Linked DNA regions of Mus musculus: all the other regions are linked to region 4. Evidence: chromatin contacts called from public HiChIP or PLAC-seq data. All regions are on one chromosome and are shown on one strand. Each heading gives the region's core, a stretch centred on a gene start, on an enhancer-like site or on the middle of the called end of the contact. The rest is flanking DNA. Distances are from core to core; before and after follow the strand shown.

Region 1 (3,096 bases), core at 195-2,694, 270 kb before region 4:
ATTTCACATAGAGTAAAAGCTAGTACTAGAAACATGATATAAATAGTCCCTTCTGTGGTCTAGGAATCAGAACCAGGGCTCTGCATGTGCCTGACAGGCGCTTTGCCACTGAGCTCTGCCTTCGGTTTCTTTACATTTATCCATGCTATTTATTTGGGAATTGTTTTTACACACGCACACAGTGCACCTGTGGAAGCTGGTGACACCTCTCAGGCATCCTGTCTCCATCCACCAGGGATCAGGGGACCAGGCTTGGTAACACACATCTTTACTTGCTCAGGCATCTCCCTTGCTCTGCTTATTTGAGACACATTTCACTGAGTAGCCCAGCTTGGCCTTGAACTCACTGTATAGCTGAGACCACCCTTAAAATCCTTCTGATTTAGGCTCTAATATGCTACAACCATCAGCACGCACCATCAGCATGCACCATCAGCATGCACCATCAGCATGCACCATCAGCATGCACCATCAGCACGCACCATCACACTGGGCCTCAGGTTTTCAGTACATGAAGAAACTAGCTTATTGCTTTTTTTTTTTTAATGGAGGGCTCCCTTTCTTTCTTCTCCTTTTTGTTTTTAAGGATTATTTATGTATATGTATGTATATAAGTACACTGTAGCTGACTTCAGACATACCAGAAGAGGGCACCTGATCACTTTACAGATGGTTGTGAGCCACCATGTGGGTGCTGGGAGTTGAACTCAGGACCTCTGGAAGAACAGTCAGTGTTCCTAACCACTGAGCCATCTCTCCAGCCCCAGTTATTGCTTTTTGTTTTAAAGCCATTGTCTCAGTATGCATCCCCAGCAGGCCTGAAACTTGTTTCGTAGGCCAGGCTGATCTTGAATTCATAGAAGTTCCCCTGCCTTTGCCTCCCAGTTATTGGGCTTGAAGGGGTGTATATTCATGCCATGCAGTATATTAGTAACTTTTGTAATTCCTGATGCTGGAAGACAGAAAATTACTGGTTTTGCAGAATCTGGAATTTCTAGAGTTGAGCATCATGGCAGGGAGGAGAGTTCTCCGTTTCCATCAGGAGGCTTTGTATACAGGAGGGTTGAGGTGTCGGGATCTATCCAATCAGTTGGTGAAAGGTAGTTTTAAGTAATGTTTATTTTATTCAGTTATTTCCCTTTCCTGCTTTTTAATGACAGGGTATCACTATATAACTCAGGCTGCCTAGTCTGGTGTCAGTCATGAGCTCCTCCTGCCTCTGGAGGGCTGGGATTTCTAGACATGAGCCATTACACATGCCCGAGTCTTTTATTTTTACAAAGGGAACACACAGAGCTGTTTCTGGAGTTTTAAGTATTAGTAACTTTGAAGACCATGCTTTGCTATCTTAAGACAGTTTGGTAGGACCTGGGCACCGCTCAGAACAAAGCTCCTGCCCTCTGATTACTCTGTTGCCGTTCTTCTGATTACAGAGTCATCCTTCCTGTTCCTAAGGGCTGCTTGAGGAACAGGCAGTCTTCCGTTCCTCCTTCCTCTTCCTTCCCTTGCTCTTTGTCCTCCTCCTATTTCTCATCTTCTGAGCACCGTTGGAAGAGCTTGGTCCTGAACAAGGGAAGCACAGCACTGGGGAAGATAGCAGAAGCCCCCATGTTAAGGGTGTGTGTGCTAGTGGGAGATGGAATGTCGCAGACAAGGAACTCAGGACAGTGTGACGTAAACAGTGTACCAGTGGATCCAGGGTACAGAGGCAGTAATCAGCACCTGGCCCAGTACACACTGGGGGTTGTCAGCCTTGGCTGCACGTGAGACTCACTAGGAAGTTTTAGAGAACACTGGTGTTTGCAGAGCTTTAAATAGCCTGAGTTAGACTCCCAAGCTGCAGTATTATTTGGAAAAACTATTTTTTTAACTGTAGTTGAGATCTATTACTCTGTAATTTAAAAACTGAGTTTTTCCACTTTCATTTCATTGTAGAAATTTGTCATTTTTATATTGACTTCTAAGATCAAGCTTACATACTTTTTATTACTTTGAAAGTGACTTAAGCTGATAGAAAAGGTAGAAGAATAGTATGAAGTACCCCATCGCATTCTGAGTGATTTTGAGAGTAAAGTACAGCTGACAGGAACAGTCCCTGAGGGATGGTAGTGACTGACTACCACATGGCCGCTCCTTGATGTTACCTGCCCTCAGTGACAGTTTGAGTTTAACTTTTTCCGTCCGTTGTCACCCTGCTTACTCCAGGTGGCAGACATCTGAATTCCTTAGGACTTTTCTAACTGAGATACTCTTTGGTTTTGATTTCTTCAACTCATGCTATAGATTTAAACATTTATCAGCATAACTCAAATTTAACCACAGAAATTTTCATATTGTTTCTAAAGTTATCACAATCAAGATACTTTAAAAAATCAAATTCTCGAATTCATTTTAGTTATCCTATCCAGCTTTTGAAAGTATAGATAAGTTTGAGAAACTTAAATTGCCCAATAAAAATATCTAAAAAGATTAAGATTTTGTTTGTTTGGTTGGTTTTGGTTTTTCGAGACAGGGTTTCTCTGTGTAGCCCTGGCTGTTCCTGGAACTCACTTTGTAGACCAGGCTGGCCTCGAACTCAGAGATCCGCCTGCCTCTGCCTCCCAAGTGCTGGGATTAAAGGCATGAGCCACCATTGTCTGGCTAAAGAATAGGATTTTAAACAAATTAAAGACTTCCATCTAGGTTTAAAACATACCACTTTTCTTGTTTTACCTTGTGTCCACTTCAAGAGCAGGATGTACTTAAAGAGCCAGCCAAAAACTGGGTATGATGGTGCACACCTGTAATATGAGCACTCAGGGGCCATAGACAGGAGGATTGCTGCAAGTAAGGACAACCTATTGTCCACAGCCAGGTCTCAGCTAACTTCAGGCTGAGTGTTAGTACTCTGTTTCAGAATGATAAAACAGCAGCAACCCCGAGAACCCACAAAAGGGAGGTGGTAGCTGTTGCAGGCTCACTTGCAACTGCTCATTTCTACTCTGGTAGCAAAAATAGCTATAAACAAATGAGCATGGGCTGTGTGCCAGTAAACTTCATGAAAATAGAGAGTGGGCAGGATTTGGCATGTATACTGTAGTTTGCTGATCCCGGTTT
Region 2 (3,076 bases), core at 320-2,819, 420 kb before region 4:
AAAGCCAAAAGGACCGCAAGGATGCCGGGCACTGGGGACATTGCAGGTGGGAAGGTAAAATGGAAAAGATAAGCTCAATGTGCAGAGGTCTCCCGCTAAGGATTTCCCCAAGAAAAATGAAGACCTGGCTTCACAGAAAGCACCATGCACGGCGTCTATAGCGGCTTCATGTATAATCACCCCACACTGGAAACAATCCAAATATCCTTCAACCAGGATTGAATAAACAAATAAATACCAGTCAGTACGTTCATACAACAGAACGCTACCCGGCAATAAACAGGAAGACACTGCTGCTAAATGCAAGATGTGTGTGGCTCTCAGATGTATTCTGTGAAGTGAGAATCTGACTCAATAAAAGCTGTGCACTGTATGTTTCCATGTACGCGATATTCTGGGCAAGGCAAAGCTATCGAGAAGACAAAAGTCAAAAAGAGTAGGCATTCACATTTGCACATGATTTCTGGGGAGGGTCCCAGACCACCACGAGTCTATTCTAGTAACTCATTATACCTCTACCCTTTGCCAGGCAGCCGTCACGCTCGGTATGCCCAGACCCAGCTTCCTCTTGAGCTCTGTGTACATTTGCATCGCACGTTCCTTGCCCCGGGTTGGCCAGGTTTCACATCGTGCGTTTTCTCTGCTGTAGCCCTGCCGCCAGCACACAAGCACCTCGGCGCCTAGCATAGGGGATGGAAGGGCTGACAAAATGTAGAGGCTGTCTGTGCGATCCTTATTTCAAGATTTCCTGCATCCATCAACTGCCACTGTCACTGTACTGAAACAGGTTCAATAAGAAGGTGATTGGGGAAAGAGTCAAGGCAATCAAAGCAGGCTCTGCACCGCCAAGACCCCACTACATGGGAGGGAAGGCCATCCTGCCTCCCTCTATTGCCTCACTCTCTCTCATTCATTTTTCGAAGCTGCAGCACCGAGCAATTGCTGTCCTCCGGGGTTCACAGGCGAGGAACGGACACCAAGGAGTGGACGTAATAAGGTATGGACCTGGTCACCCTAGCCCGAGCAGGCTGCTAGGACAGCCTGGGAGCAGGCGTTCTCCCTGCAAACTCTCCATGCTGTGATTTCCACGATTTAAACCCTCTGGACCTGCAGCGCGGGGTCAGGGACCCGGCCAAGTGGCTGCGGGTACAGCAGGGCGGAGGGCGGCCCCGCCCAACCGGCGCGGTTCCCATGGGGATCGCAGCAGTCACCCAGCCGAGCTGCAGGCTGCTGTGCTAGAGCTGGGCCGAGAGGCGCCTCAGGAGTCAGGGTGGGAGGTCCCCACAGTCCCTGCAGTTCCCGCAGTCCCCACGGGCCCGGTTGCCCAGCCGGTGTCCTCTTCCGGAGGGAATTGAGACCCGAAACTAGAACCGGGGAAGCCCTTCGCCTTCCTGGTGCTCCAGCCAGCTCAAGTGTCTTAGATCGTATGAACCATAACGTTAAAAAGATAGATTATCTTACAGCTCGGCTCGTTTTTGGATGCTGGCTACATCTTTAGCTCGAGGGAATGAAACAGACAACTGAAATTAGGTCACCCATGGCAGCCACCTGTAGACTCCCAGCCTTGACCGCGATGTCATTGCTGGGTGGGGGTGGAGTCCACACCTGGCTGATCCTTATTCTTTAACTCGCGCCTTGTTTTCTCTAGATCGCGGACGACAGCCCTTACTTGATGAGGCTCGAGAGAGGTCAGTTCATAAACGACCTTTAAAAACTATATGAAAATCCGTTCTCAAGAAGACTTGCTCCTCCTCTGTAATGGAAAAATATGAAAAAATTGGAAAGATTGGAGAAGGCTCCTATGGGGTAGTGTTCAAGTGCAGAAACAGGGACACGGGTCAGATCGTGGCCATCAAGAGGTTTCTGGAAACCGAAGATGACCCTGTCATAAAGAAAATCGCCCTTCGAGAAATCCGCATGCTCAAGGTAGCTAATTTGCTTTTTCTGTGCTAGATAGATGCTCTGGGCTGAGGCTCTGCCCTCTTCCCACACAGCCTTTGTCTTCAATGGCACAAATCAGAGTCTGTGCGCAGAGAACGGATTATGTAAGAGTAAGAAGGTGGACAGGAGAGGTGTGGGGCTCTCTTGGCGTCAACTGCAGACAGTCTTTTCACGGGTCTCTAAGAAGCAGAATTTAAAACAACTCGACTTTGCTAGAGTTTTTGAGTTTTGAGCTTCCAGCTTGTTTTCATTTTGTATTTTTAACCCATTGTCCTGTTTTCTTGGGCTATATATGCATCTGTATATGTGTGTTCATGTGTGCGCGCATAAATGTGTGTGTGTGTGTGTGTGTGTGTGTGTGTGTGTGTGTGGCATTTGGAAGCCAAAGGTTAACACTAGCCATCTTCTTCAACCATTTTCCCCCTTGTATATGGATACAGTGTCTCACTAGGATTGCTAGCCAGTGCTCTCCAGGATCTAGTACTGGGATTGCAGGTGGACAGCTGCCCTCGGGCAGCATTTATTGTGAGTGTTGGAATCTAAGCTTAGGTCCTTGGACAAAGGTGTTCATTACAAGACAAAAGTGTGTTCCCTCTTATTCTGGAAAGAGGCTTCTCTGAATTTCTCAGAGGCAATGCAGCTGCTACTGCAGGATGAGGCAGGCCATGGATGGCTCCCATGGGGAATCAACTGTGCTTCAGAAAGTGTGGCCTCGGTGTTCTGTCCAGACCCTGGCCAAGTGTATGAGTGGATGATGCTCTCAGAAGGGGTGAACTCAAATGTTTGTGCCGGTTCCCAGCTGGGGTCCTCTGCCTACTCTCCTCCACACAGCCAGTGTTGCACTCTGCTCTCGTGAGCCACTGACCATGTCCACTTTCTCAGTAGAAGCTGATAGCTGCCTTACTCTTTATTTAGCATCATCATTGTCAATATTATTACTACTTTGTGGTGTTAAGGATTGAACCCAGAGACTTTATCAAATTAACAAAACCTTCTCTCACCGAGGCACATTCCCAGTCTTCAATGGGTTGATTTACTCAATAATAATAGTAATAATAATAATAATAATAATAGGCTAGAAAGATGGCTCAGTGCATAAATGTGCTCACCACCAAACTGATAGCCTCAATTTGAT
Region 3 (2,903 bases), core at 373-2,872, 390 kb before region 4:
CAGCTGGACTGGGGGGAGGGCGGGGGGCCGGGTGCGGGGGGGGGGGTGCGGGGGGAGCCACTGTAGGAGACTGCCCATGTGACATGGCTTCATAGATGCTGAAAAATCTGCTCTCCTCTCTCACCCCACACAGAGCTGCCCCCTTTCTACACATGGAAGCCAGCTTCCTGGGCTGGCTCCCAGTTGTGTGGTCAAGTACTCAGAATGAATGAGCCCTTGAGTTTGATTCCCAGTACTGCGATCAATCAACCAACCAATTAATCAATATAGCAGAAAAGAAAAAGGTGTGTGTGTGGGGGGGTGGAATCAGAGTCCAACCACTAAAAACACTCAAAATCCCAGAAGGGAATTTTAGAGTTTCACTGGACTCCAGTTATTGGTCACCCAGGCCCGAGGGGTTAAATCCCCTCTGAGCTTGCCCCAAGTAAGTTTTCCTGAAGCTGCTTACAAGGAGAAAACACGGGAACAGTCATTATTTTGGCTTTCATTATCGGAAGCCTAGAATCCTTATCAGAGCTGGAGTGTCGCTCCATGGTTAGACCTCTTGCCTTGCCTGCATGAAGCCTTGGGTTTGACTCCTTACAGTGAAAACAGTCATTTTAAGGCAGGACGAGTGGATGCTAGACGCTTTGATCGGTGATTAGCACTTTCCCAACAAACAAGTTTCAGCATAAGGGTGGCAGGACAGATAGTGGGGCTGGAGGATACAGAGGGAAGGGGAGAGGAGGGGGCAGAAAGAACGAGAAAGCTCGCCAGCCAGCCCTGGTGGGGGAGATCTGAGGAAAGTGAAGATAAATACAGTGCATACCACAGCTCTCTGGAGAGCCGCAGACGCTGCTGGGCTCCACGTGCTGGGGGGGGGGGGGGCTGATGGGGGGAGGGTGCTGAGCTTGGAAAGAATTCCCAAACAAAGGGGGGGGGGGTGGAGCACATTCTTGTTTCTGAGTCCTTCTGCCCATATGTCATCACGACATTCATGGAAGGACCTATTTATAGCAAAATGCAAAATGGCTGGTGAAAGACTTCAGAGCCCAGGGCCATCGATTACTGAGAACCAGATAGGTAGGTTATAAGGTAATTTATCCACCCCACCCCGCCTCCATTTTTTTTTTCCAGAATAATAATGCTGATGGGAAACACTAACGTTGCTCTCTCGCCCTAAAAGTCCCTTGGAGTGGGAATTGCTGCGCCCACGAAGAGCCTCTGTCCTCTTTCCGGATTCTGGGGTCAAGGAACCCTCAAGAGTTGCAGGCTCCAGGCCAACAGTCACTGGGGCGGCAGAAAGACCCAGCGTTTCCCAGCAGAGAGGAAAACCCTTGGGAAAAGGGAGGGGTCACAAAGAACCCGGAGTAATATTTTGTCCCAACTCAATTTTAAATGTTAACCGTTGATTAAAAGTTGTTGACTTAAGAGATTTTATTTATTTATTTATTTATTTATTTATCTGTCTATCTATCAAAGACATTGTCATTTAATAAGAAAGTCCCGTGGGAGTCCTCAAGCGCTCCTCTTGGTAGTGGCTTCACCCTCTTAAAGAATGTAGCTTGATACCAGCGGGTGAGGCAGGATGCAAGAGTCTCCCGCTGGGCTCCTCTGTGCTGTGGGACAGAGCTGACACCTAGCGACCACGACGCACCCCGGACGGCGAGGCCGCAGCCAGCTCTTGTTTATCTTGTCAGGACAAATGTCAGAGCTGGAAGGGCGATCTTTTGGCAGGCACACGAGCTTCCAGCCCTCTCTCTCCCAGCTTATCTCAGCAGGCCCAGGGCTTGTCTTGTTTACCGAGCGAGCAAGCCGCCTTCCAGTGAACCGGGCTTCTGCTCCAATCTGTCTGTCGTTCTTGCCACAGGCTGAAGCCTCAAAGCCTTTCGGTCCTTTCCCCCTTCATAGACAGCAGGCAGGTTAGGGGTGATGCCTAGTTAAATATAAAGTTCCTTTTTCTAATGCAGACTGTTTGAGATATACTTAACATTTTAGTTGGGTTGGAGGTGGAGGTCAGGTGGCGTGCTCGGCTAAGGTTCTGGACTGATGCCCAGCACTGAAAAAAAAAGTCGTTTATCTGAAATCCAAACGTAACTAGGTATCTCACGTGTTTTTATTTGCTGAGTCTGGCTCTTGACAGTCATTTTTCCTATCACACTTCTTGGTTTTTGTGGCCACTCAAGAATTTGAAATGATTCTGTCTGTAGGTATGGAACTAGGTTTATTTTAGTCTGCTGTTTTAGTATCCAACAGGTCAATGGCAGATTAAACTGATATATCCAATATCTGCTAAATATTCCAGCCCTTTACTCGTGGCAGATATTAGAGTTGCACCTTCATGACATTTTGTTTTGTTTGTTTGTTTGTTTCTAACCAGTGCATACACAGAGACGTGAAGCCGGAAAATATTCTCATCACCAAACAGTCAGCCATTAAGCTCTGTGACTTTGGGTTCGCACGGCTTCTCAGTGAGTACCCACGGCTTCTTCAATGTAAAAGGAACATTCTTGCTGGGACAGCTGGTTTCCATACTACAGAAAGCTGGTTCTTGTATTCTGCCCCGGGAATAATCTTGCAACAAATTACGGTTCCTGCCAAATCTTGTAATGAAATATAACTTGAAAAATGTATAAATACACAACAATTTAGATATGTATGCTATATGTAAATTGTAGCACAAAAGTTATTATAAAGCCTGCTAATCTCCTGCCTTCTCCAACCCCCCAAACAATACTTACCAGAATTAATACTTCAGATGAATGCCTTTTAATCTTGGCTATAGATTAACACCCAAGGAACTTTTAAAAAGTATGCGGGTAGCCTTGGGCCCTCTCCAAGTGTTCGGATTAATTGGGCCGGGAGGAAGCCCAAGTATCAGTAATTTAAAACATCCTACAGCCAAGTGATGACAACCAGCAGCT
Region 4 (3,114 bases), core at 4-2,503:
AAAGAGGTGATGGAGGTGGCGATAATCCTAGGAATGGGTTTTGGATTTCTCTCCTTCCGGGGGCTGGGTGGAGGACGCTCATTAGGATTTGTAGTTAGAGGTTAACCATGTGAGCCCCTCATAGAGTCCGTCCCCGGAGGTGGCACAGGAGGGCTGCACATACCAGTTCCTGTCCCGAATCCGGGTCAGGCCCAGTTTCTCCTGGATCTCATGGGGTTTCATGGCATCGGGCAGGTCCTGCTTGTTGGCGAAGATGAGGATGATGGCGTCCCTCATCTCCCGGTCATTGATAATGCGGTGCAGCTCCTGGCGGGCCTCGTCGATGCGGTCGCGGTCGGCGCAGTCTACCACGAAGATCAGACCCTGGGTCCCGGTGTAGTAATGCCGCCAGAGCGGCCGGATCTTGTCCTGGCCGCCCACATCCCACACGTTGAACTTGACGTTTTTGTAAGTCACCGTCTCCACGTTGAAGCCCACCGTGGGGATGGTGGTCACCGATTGGCCCAGCTTCAACTTGTACAGGATCGTTGTCTTGCCGGCTGCGTCCAGGCCCAGCATGAGGATCCGCATTTCCTTGTTCCCGAAGATCTTGGATAGCACCTTCCCCATCGCGTCGGAAGAGCCGGGGCCGGGGGCATTCAGGTGTCCCGGGTCCCCTCAAGCCTACAACGCCGCCGCGAGCCCGAAACGTCGCCGCCCCGCTGCGAGGACGCCCTGCGGCCTGCGCGAAGCTGCCGGCTAGGGGAGCAGGGGCCCGGCCTGCGCTCACTCGGGCATCGCCCGCCGCCGGGGCCCTGCGTCTGCGCCGGGAGAGCCGCCGCCCTGCTCAAGCGAGGCGAGGCGAGGCGCGGCCGGCCCGGAACTGCCCTTCCCCCCCGCAGGCGCCGCGCGAACGAGCGAGCGAGCAAGCGCCGCCGACAGCTCCTCCGCCGCCTCGGCACGCGCCGGCTCCAACTGCGGCCGGCCTGCCGGCCTGCGAGCACCGGACTCGGCACCGACCCCGGTCACCACCCCGACGACGAGCGCGGCTCGGCGCCCGGTCAGGTCATGGATCCTCGCGGGAACTCGCGGGTGCTCGCCTGCAGGGACACAGAGAGGGAGAAGGGAGTTACCGCCGGGCCTCCGAGGGGGCGCCCAGACCGACGCGGCCCGCCTTTCGGGCTCGGCCCTTGAGGTTACCTCCAGCCGCCGCCCCGAGCGCGGGTTCCCTCCGGCCTCCACCTCCTCCTCCTAGCTCTGCTGCCGCCGCCGCCGCTGCCGGAAAAGGCGCCGAGGAAACCGCCTCACTTCCCCTCCCAACTGCGCACGCGCGCCTCGGCCCGACCGTTCGGAAGAGCGCGACCTCTGAAAGGAGAGTGGCCCGCGCTCTCGACGTCACGAGCGCCACGCGCCGGGGGGCGGGGCTACGGCGGCTCCCGGGGCTCAACGCCGGCGCCTCGCGGAACCTGCTGGCGTGGGGCTGGCCGTGTGCCCACCTGTCGCTCTACCCGGGGTCTCCGCGGGTCTCCTTCTCCGCCACTCGAAGGCGGGGCACGGATCCACCGAGGGCGGGCTTCGTCGGCCCTTAGGACCGGCGCCCCAGCCACGCTTCCCAGGCTCGCTCCCGGACCCCCTGCGCGAAGCCCCTCCCGCTCTCCCCAGCCTTCCTTCAGTTTCCTGGAAGACACGTGGGAGGCCAGTGTTCCATAGAATCCGCCAAAGTAGCCCGCACTTTTTGTACTCGAGTTGGGTCTGCCCCTAAGCCCTGCCTTTGAAAGTTTAAACTCGTTCTTTATAAGTCTGGTCTGAACCGCCCGCATTTCTTAAGAAACAGACTATCAGGGCCGACGAGATGACTGTGGGTAAAGCCTGCCACCGAGAGGGCGGACCCGCCTTCGTTCCCCAGGAAGGAGAGAACCAACTCCCTTGAATTGACTTCTGCTCTCCACGTACTATAAGGAAACTCTTTGGGTTTTGTTCTTATTTTCAAATACTTTTTTTCATTTAGTGTGCGTACGCACGGAGAGAGGTCAGAGGACAACCAAAGTCAGTTCTCCCCTTTCTTCATGTGGGTCCCAGGTATCAAGTCAAGCTTGGCGCCCGACGCTTTTACCTACTAAGCCATCTTGCTGGACCAGGAAACCTTTTTGTATTAAACGGATAGTGTTAAGGTTAAAGTAAGGTGAAATTTTTAATAAAAATAAACACGGGGAGAAAACTTAAGTTCAAGGAAGTTGCTACAACAGCATATGATAATATACTGTTTTTATTTTATAATTAAAAAAAAAAAAAAAGGAAGTCATCTGGTACAGCTCACACCTGTACCAGAAGTGATGAGACTGAGGCAGAGAGGGTCGCTGTAATTCTAGGTCAGTCTAGGCTAGAGAGTGTGCCACTCTATTTAACAAGTACTGGCCTCACAGTCGCTCAGGGTTATCTGAAATTATTCTCCAGCCTCCACCTCCCAGGACAGGGGTGACCCAATGGAGCAACAGGTATTTGAAACCACAGCAGGCTTTTTACTTGACTGAAGATTCGAACTCTGGAACTTACTGCTTACAAAGCAAGTGCTTTTTAATGCACCAAGCCATCTTCCCAGCCCCAATAATAAATGATTAAAGAATAATTATAGTACAAAACAAATAGCAATAGTCAGAAACTAGTCGCCAATAGTAAGAATTAAACTCTCTATGCCATGCTTTAAAAAAAATAGGTCAGTTTGGGGCTGGTTGATACTGCTCAGTGATTAAAGCACTTGTCACCCACCCTGACTTGGAGGACACCAAGCAAAATGTAATTTAAAGACATTCAAGGTGGTGTATGCCTTTAACCCCCGCACTGGAGAGACAGAGATTGATGAATATCTCTGAGATTGAGGCCAACCTGGTGTACATATTGAGCTCCAGGCCAAGTCAAGGTTACAAAGTGAGGTCCTAGCTCAAAAAAAAAAAAAGGTAAATTTTAAAATATTCCAAACACTTCCAAATAGTAATAATTTAGGCAACTATTAAACCATACCACAGATGAAACATCTTATTTTCTTGACCCCTTCTAGAGAATAATTTTTATTTGATGTTTCTATTATATTAATTGTACATAATCATTTTGCCCTCAAATGTGTATATAATGTTTTTC

Evidence for each region. HiChIP or PLAC-seq counts read pairs in DNA pulled down with a chosen protein or histone mark.
Region 1: an H3K4me3 HiChIP or PLAC-seq map of bone marrow-derived macrophages shows a contact between it and region 4, with 5 times the contacts expected there. The contact joins the enhancer-like site here to the promoter of Arf6 in region 4. A contact is called at or near these places in 5 of 39 promoter capture datasets (the C10 cell line, hippocampal neurons, liver and 1 more), 2 of 15 datasets of contacts at CTCF or cohesin (the NIH/3T3 cell line and pro-B cells), 6 of 484 Hi-C or Micro-C datasets (B cells, CD4 T cells, bone marrow-derived macrophages and 3 more), 34 of 115 datasets of contacts at active chromatin or transcription factors (the 230-238 cell line, CD8 T cells, DN3 thymocytes and 24 more) and 2 of 9 other capture datasets (adipose tissue and liver).
Region 2: a contact with region 4 is called in a FOXA1 HiChIP or PLAC-seq map of pancreatic cancer cells. The contact joins the promoter of 4930512B01Rik here to the promoter of Arf6 in region 4. A contact is called at or near these places in 5 of 39 promoter capture datasets (the C10 cell line, hippocampal neurons, liver and 1 more), 1 of 484 Hi-C or Micro-C datasets (pre-B cells), 3 of 115 datasets of contacts at active chromatin or transcription factors (embryonic forebrain, embryonic stem cells and pancreatic cancer cells) and 1 of 9 other capture datasets (adipose tissue).
Region 3: a contact with region 4 is called in a FOXA1 HiChIP or PLAC-seq map of pancreatic cancer cells. The contact joins the enhancer-like site here to the promoter of Arf6 in region 4. A contact is called at or near these places in 2 of 39 promoter capture datasets (the C10 cell line and embryonic stem cells) and 7 of 115 datasets of contacts at active chromatin or transcription factors (bone marrow-derived macrophages, embryonic stem cells, epiblast stem cells and 3 more).

The regions. Positions count from the first base shown.
Region 1 is chr12:69,645,034-69,648,129 of GRCm38.p6, reverse strand. The region is part of intron 4 of Sos2 (SOS Ras/Rho guanine nucleotide exchange factor 2); the gene reads left to right. Among named protein-coding and RNA genes, the nearest start is that of Gm31679, 21 kb to the right of the region's middle. Within about 2 kb of position 1,444, at least 28 of the 459 cell types and tissues checked have an H3K27ac peak or open chromatin away from gene starts, as enhancers often do. A contact at or near this core is called in acute myeloid leukemia, bone marrow-derived macrophages and forebrain, where this site is marked.
Region 2 is chr12:69,788,837-69,791,912 of GRCm38.p6, reverse strand. It overlaps 4930512B01Rik (RIKEN cDNA 4930512B01 gene), which reads right to left and starts at 1,569. Exons shown (of 8, transcript NR_033573.1): 1 at 1,462-1,569. It overlaps Cdkl1 (cyclin-dependent kinase-like 1 (CDC2-related kinase)), which reads left to right and starts at 1,206. Exons shown (of 10, transcript NM_183294.2): 1 at 1,206-1,270; 2 at 1,649-1,926. The coding sequence starts at 1,759.
Region 3 is chr12:69,756,755-69,759,657 of GRCm38.p6, reverse strand. Cdkl1 (cyclin-dependent kinase-like 1 (CDC2-related kinase)) reads left to right here. Exons shown (of 10, transcript NM_183294.2): 5 at 2,360-2,450. Among named protein-coding and RNA genes, the nearest start is that of Mir681, 5.7 kb to the left of the region's middle. RefSeq lists an enhancer at 396-2,249. Within about 2 kb of position 1,622, at least 124 of the 459 cell types and tissues checked have an H3K27ac peak or open chromatin away from gene starts, as enhancers often do. A contact at or near this core is called in extraembryonic endoderm stem cells and pancreatic cancer cells, where this site is marked.
Region 4 is chr12:69,370,289-69,373,402 of GRCm38.p6, reverse strand. Arf6 (ADP-ribosylation factor 6) reads right to left here and starts at 1,253. Exons shown (of 2, transcript NM_007481.3): 1 at 1,180-1,253; 2 at 1-1,079. The coding sequence starts at 609. The coding sequence ends at 82.